Linked DNA regions of Mus musculus: region 1 is linked to region 2. Evidence: chromatin contacts called from public Hi-C data. All regions are on one chromosome and are shown on one strand. Each heading gives the region's core, a stretch centred on a gene start, on an enhancer-like site or on the middle of the called end of the contact. The rest is flanking DNA. Distances are from core to core; before and after follow the strand shown. Region 1 overlaps Xylt1 (xylosyltransferase 1). Region 2 overlaps Gm39075 (a long non-coding RNA gene).

Evidence for each region. Hi-C and Micro-C count contacts between places; a contact is called where the count stands out from the background.
Region 1: a Hi-C map of adipose-derived mesenchymal stem cells shows a contact between it and region 2, with 2.6 times the contacts expected there. The contact joins two enhancer-like sites. A contact is called at or near these places in 2 of 484 Hi-C or Micro-C datasets (adipose-derived mesenchymal stem cells and embryonic fibroblasts).

Annotation. Positions count from the first base shown.
Region 1 is chr7:117,468,695-117,471,867 of GRCm38.p6, reverse strand. The region is part of intron 1 of Xylt1 (xylosyltransferase 1); the gene reads right to left. Among named protein-coding and RNA genes, the nearest start is that of Xylt1, 89 kb to the right of the region's middle. Within about 2 kb of position 1,592, at least 127 of the 459 cell types and tissues checked have an H3K27ac peak or open chromatin away from gene starts, as enhancers often do. A contact at or near this core is called in adipose-derived mesenchymal stem cells, where this site is marked.
Region 2 is chr7:117,308,678-117,312,015 of GRCm38.p6, reverse strand. The region is part of intron 2 of Gm39075 (a long non-coding RNA gene); the gene reads right to left. Among named protein-coding and RNA genes, the nearest start is that of Xylt1, 71 kb to the left of the region's middle. Within about 2 kb of position 1,270, at least 24 of the 459 cell types and tissues checked have an H3K27ac peak or open chromatin away from gene starts, as enhancers often do. A contact at or near this core is called in adipose-derived mesenchymal stem cells, where this site is marked.

The DNA of each region.
Region 1 (3,173 bases), core at 343-2,842, 160 kb before region 2:
CTCAATCTATAGTCCCCCCCCCCCAACCCCCAACCAATAGAAAGCACAGAGAAAATACATGTCTGATCTTTTTGTGCACTGAGCTTGGGGTAATTTGTTATACTGTGGTCATAACTAACTTCCACACTCTCTAAACATTGACCTTAACTAAATGTTTAGTTGTAAACCCCCACAACCTTGGAACTCACTTCTCTTAAGTATAGAAATACACTCAAAGGAAACACACTGAAATAACTATAATAAACAGCTGTTATTTATCAGGGTCAGGCCTTCGGCTAGCTAGACCATGACATCAAGCATGATACACTTGGCCATAAGGATCCTGGATGGTGAACCCTCTGAGTTCACCTTCTGCATCCTACGGGATTCTTCAGGAGTCACTAGAAGCCAAAATAACACTAAAGGAGATGGCCACCGAAGATTCTCTTTCCCCAGGAGCTACACAGCTTCTGTTCCTCTGGTTTATTAACTTTATTACTTAATCAAGGTTTAGAACAGCTAAACACTACAGTGTGAGTGAGCATCCCTTGCTCAAAATGTTTGGGATCAGAAGATATGTTGGAATTTCAAGCATCTACAGTCGTGATATGAACTGACCTGATGTCCCTTTTCCTAATTTTGAAGCCCTGTGGGTTTGGGAAGTAGGAAATGCTCACCAACAACAGCAACTAATAATGGCTGAGTCCTTTCCACATTCCAGGCCCTGGGTCTGTCTCCTATGCAGCCATCAGTTCAGTTTCCCCTGAGGGAAGAGACAGAGGGTAGAGACAGAGAAGCTGATGGCTAGAGAGAGCTGGAGCAACCTGCCCAAGGTCTCACTGCAGAGCGCTGAGCCATTGATGGCCCTCTCTTTTTTACAACTCCTGGAGAATATAGTCCAACTCACAAAAAGACATCTCCCACTTTGGATCACGTCTACCAGAGACAAAGAGTCAGCAATAATCAGTACCAAATCAACAAACAGCAGAACATACCCACACACCCCACCCACACCCACACCCACACACTTTTAGTTGTTTTAAGGTTGTAGACGCTGTTGAGAGAAATTAACACAGGAGCCATGACTGGAAATGAAGCTGGTCTCTGCCCCAGAGGGAACTGGAGGATTTAGCCAGATCAGTTGACATGTGCTTTCTGTGTTCTGGGCCAGCAGCCTGCACTGTGTCTGCCGGTCACCACAAGGAAAGCTGTGCATGAGTCAGAGAGACTCTGTGTACACTTGCCTCTGGGCTGGCTGTTCAATCTGAGGAGAGCCAGATTACGGTTTTAGAGAAATGAAACTCTTCTGCCCATCACAAGTCTTGTTTATAAGATCAGGAAGCTGGACTCAGATATTGTGTAGTCCACAGAGACCAAAGGCCAGAGTCTAACAAGCAATTAAGCTTCAGGTGAGACAACAGGGAGGGGGAAGGTGTGCCTTAGAACCCCAGGCATACCCCAGGCATTTCTGGGTTCCTGGTTTTTGCTCTAAGGACATCACAGGAGGTTTGTTATTAGATGTTAGGCAATGGCTCGGGGTGGAGGTGACAATGACTCATGCCTTTCACACAAGACCTCTGAAGTCAGCAGGCCCTTACAGTATACCCTGTCTGTCAGTCATTCCCATGAGATGTGTCTGAAGACTAGCTTGGCTCTCTCTCACTGTGAACCCTATGACTGTGGCGAGAACTGAACATTTTCTAGCATGGAGATGTGCTTTAACTGGGGGCACAGCTCAGCTGGTACAGTGCTGACTGCCATGCACAACGCCGCAGGTTCAATTACCAACACCATATAACCTGGGTGTAAAGTTACATGCTAACCATCCCAGAATGTGGGAGCTAGAGGAAGACTGGAAGTTTGTTCAAGATCATCTGCAGGGAAGAGAGGGCAGGCTAGAGGTTAGCTCTGGTTCAAATCATGGTTAATTACTGTATGAGTATTTGCTTGAGTCGCCATAGCAACACACAAAGTAGTCAATATAAATAATAGATATCCATTAGCTTACTCTTCTAGAGTCAGAAGCCCTGGGTCAAGGGGCTTCAGGTTTGCTTCGAAGACTTCTCCTTTGGCTTACAGAGGCCCCTTCTGACTACTGCCTCATATGACCTTTGGTGTCTCTGTAACCAAACCTCTTCTTCATACAATGACACCACATCAGACCCACCACAAAGGCCATCTTTTTAGAGACCCTATCTCCAAGTACAGTAGCATTTGGAGGTGGTGGGGGTTCAAGACTCCATGATGAATGCTGAATGGACTCTATTCAACCTACAGCAAACGGCAGACAGCAATCTCAGGGGACAGAACAGAAGATACTAGGTTCCCCAGAGGTCATTGTGAATGTAGGATCTAGAACTTACTGTGTGGGACATATGGAGGTGTTCCTAATAAATATTCCAGCTTAACAAGTATAAACCTAGAGGAACCTGTGCCGACCTAGGAATGCAGTGTCCTGATCTTCGAGAGTAGTGACCAGCTGACATCATTAGTCGTCCAGAGCATTCCACTAAACCAGGTATTTAAAGTATGTCTATGCCTTTTAATCCTAGCATCTACTTGGATCTCTGTAAGTTTAAGGCCAGCTTGGTAGGCACAGAGAGGTCTAAGCTAGCCAGAGTTATTCCAGTGAGACTCTCAGGAAAAAGTTGCTTATGAGGTCAAAATAATCTTCTCTTGGTTTTTCTTTTTTTGTGTGTGTGCCTGGCTAATGAACACTTAGACATATCTGGGTGCACAACAATACTAAACCATAATTCTCTGAAAAGCAAGTTGCTGTAAATACTGACTGACTGACTCCATGTCACCAAAAAGCACCTAAAAGTCACCATGTCATTTCAAATGCTCTCTCTGTGCCAAAGAGATGCACTAGTTATAGCCCTGGCTGGGGAGGCAACCTGCTCTACATCACAGAGATTCATGGTGCCTGGGGGTGGGGTGTGATTTGCTTACAAACAGTGCTCAAAGGGGAGAGAACCAGGGCCAGGGACTTGGTTTCTCTGATGCCAGACATTGGTCCATTAGGAACTCACCTAACTGGGTATTCTAGGCAAGTGTTCAAAGGACCGACATCTTTACTGAATGCTCTTGGGATATTCTCACCTACAAGGATCCTGAGGGCCTCTGCCCTGTGTCAGGGGGATGTGACATGGTGAAGTAACAAAAGGCAGACCTTGTATCTCTACTCCACTGGC
Region 2 (3,338 bases), core at 21-2,520:
TGGATTGATGGGCTCCAGTACTCATTCTATCTGGAGATCTCTGACTTACCCTACATTTTGGGGCAACTAAGGATGATTCTGCTAGGCTACAAAGTATTTAACCTAAAGTAAAAGTGGCACATGTACAGATCTTCACTCTGAGGTGGAGCAAAGGAAATGGGTGTGTGTCGAGGTGGTGAATATGGGGTGATGACTTTTTATGGCTCCTCAAATCTCACTCCCGAGACCGGACTAGACTGAAACTACAATTAGCCTGGGTGATTTCAAGCCAGACTTTTCTGCATAATGGCAACTTGGATGGATATTGAATATGTACATGTTTGACCCTTGTCATGTCAAAAGCACCTCCAACTCAGGAAACATCTTTGTTCCAATGACAATAGCACGGCAGGCAAGTCACAGTTAGAATTAGGCTATTCCATACTGCCAGACAATGCCAGCAAACGGGCTCCCTTTAAGTGGCATTCTTTTGTGGGCAATTGGCAGACAGGGAAGACACATTCCCTGGGCCAAGTTTCAGCTCCCCATTGGAGGGTTACGTGGTGATTTCACTTCTTGTATCCATGGGGACCCCAGTAGGTGTAGGCCTGGAAGGGAAGAAGATGGCATATAACATATGCCTCCTGGCAGAGGAGAGGAAGCCACAGAGATGAATCTGAAGACGTATTGATTAGAAGAGGGAGGGCAAAGAAGACTTTATTAAGGGCAAAGTGCCAGAGCAGGAAAACAAAAGACAAAAAGGCAAGAGTATCTCTCCTCCCACCTCCTACCTCCCACCTCTCCCTCTCCCTCTCCCTCTCCCTCTCCCTCTCCCTCTCCCTCTCCCTCTCCCTCTCCCTCTCCCTCTCCCTCTCCCTCTCCCTCTCCCTCTCCCTCTCCCTCTCTCTCTCTCTCTCTCTCTCTCTCTCTCTCTCTTCACATAAGAAGGAACACTTGGAAGATGATAAGGAGGAAACTAAGGAGAGGAGGCTACACTGGAACAGAAGGGCTGAAACAGCCTATTGGTTGTGCAAGGTCATCCCCTGGGATTCCACATGGTGACTCATCAGCTACAGGCAGCTTTGGATTTCAAAGAAATCCAGATGTGTTAGTAAAGAAGACTACAAGTCTGGTGAACAGGATAGAGAGTCTCATTGTTTCCCTTAAGAATTCCCTTAAGAACAGGGATTTGGGTATTTTTGGTAATTCCTTGTGGGTTCTCAGCCTTGCCAGCTTCAACTGTCAGCAGATGTCGCATCTATCTTCTGTTGGAAAAGGGTTTGCAGTCACTGGAACATTGACTTCAGAGGTTCCAATGGGAATGGAGTTTGTAGCCAACTGGAGTTTGGCTTTCGGGGTGTCTTAAAGCCAGGCTGCTTGGATGTTGAGTAGCATTGAGCCTCACTCTTGGTAATCTATGCTAGCACTCTGTTCTCACACTGCCAGTGTGTGAGATGCAGGCTTGAAGGATGTAGATTTTCATTCTCATTCCCCAGAGCCCACTCTGCCAGGATCCAGCACAACTCTTAGAGGCCTCTCCAGCCTTGTGCCCTTCCTTGTTATGATCTTTCCTCCCAGGTCCCCTCTACTACCACCACACTAGCAAGCTCGTTCCCATCTCAGGGCCTTTGAACTTTAATTCCTTCTGCCTGAAATTTGCCTCTTCCAGATACACAAAACTTTTCCCATAAATCTCCAGCTCTTTCCTTGCACAGCCAATGAATTACACTCCTGTCTCCTTCCATATCAGTTTTCTCCTAAGCACTTATTTCTAGCTAATAAAGGATAAATTAAAGATAAATTAATACAAATCAAACTGAATTCAAGAGTAACTAAATGAACACATGTAAACATTGCTTACTGATTTGCTTTATGCCTCATCTTCTGGTGCTTAGTAAAGAAGTGCTCTCTGGGAAGGCAGAAATATTGCCTGCCTGCTGCCTCCTGAGCCTTGGAGCCCTGGGACAGAAACCAGAATGATACACCAACCAATAAAGAAGTAATCAGGAATATGCATTGTGCTACCAGCCTTTCTCCCACTTCAGCAGATGCTGGTGAAGTGACGATATTTATTTTGGCTCATGGTTTCACCCAGAGTCAGCTGTTTCTCTGTCTCTGGGCCATGAGGCATCACAGCAGCACCACATTGCAAAGTTGTTTACCTTAAGAGAGATAGGAAACAAAGACAGATGGAGGCTAAGGACATAGTATATCTGCCTGGGGCATGTCCTAGTGACCCACTTCCTCACACTAGCCTCTGTTTCCTTCTCTCCATCCTCTCCCAATCCTGCTATTAATATTAAGGTTTCATCAAAGGATTAATCCTTTGATTAGACCAGGTTGCCCAAGGATCCAATCACTTCCCCAAGGCATGCCAGTTTATACCAAGCCTTTTAATACACAATCCTTCAGGGGAAGCCTTCATATCCCACAACAGGCACACAGGGCATTTAAAATGCTGAGGTTGTATTGGGGTCTGAGGTGGGTGGTCAGCGGTGAGCTGGGCTAATGCTCATTCAGTTTCCTTTCCGAGTTCAACAGTACATGCTCACATTGGTTCACAAAGAGAAGTCAGAGTTAGATGACAGATGCTAGGACCTCTTGGCAGGGGGTATATCTGAAGGTGTTATACCTGCCCCCCCCAAATGTCACAGCTTCCTCGAAGCCACAGAGAAACTGAATAAATTAGATTGACCTGTAGCCATTTCTATAAGGCATATTTGTAACTGCTAACTGATAGAGAAAGGCCCAGCTCAGTGTGCCATCTCTAGGCTGGTGGGTCTGGGCTGGGTACGAAAGAGCAAGCCACTGGGGTGGGCACATCAGTTAGCAGCATTTCTCTGTGAGTTCTGCTTCAACCTTCTGCCTTGAGTTCTTCCATAGCTTCCCTCAGTGATGGACTGCGTTCTGTAAGGCAAATAAACGCTTTCTTCCCAAATTGTTTTTGGATTAATGTTTTATCACAGTAATGGAGATCAGGGCATGGGGATTCTTCTTTCCCTCGTGCATGCTGCTTAACCTCACAGGCCTTAGGGTCTACTGAGAATGACCGAGTTTTCCTTAGTAGAGTCTGTGGAGCATCTTACCGAGTGTAGCACTGGAGGCTGCCAGGGGGAGTGTCTACCATGCTGCTTAACCCACAGCACACACTGACACATCCACTGACAAACACAGGGATGTAAACACGCAGACACACACTCAAAATGTAAGACATAAACATGTAAACAAAAGTTGTGTAGACACACAAAGCTGCTGTACACTCAGGGACCAGAGTTCTTGGTCTAAATCCAACCAAAGCTTCCAGTGCTCTCTGTAGTCTCTCCTCATGACAATGTTGAAAGGCAGTGGGGAAAAGGAAA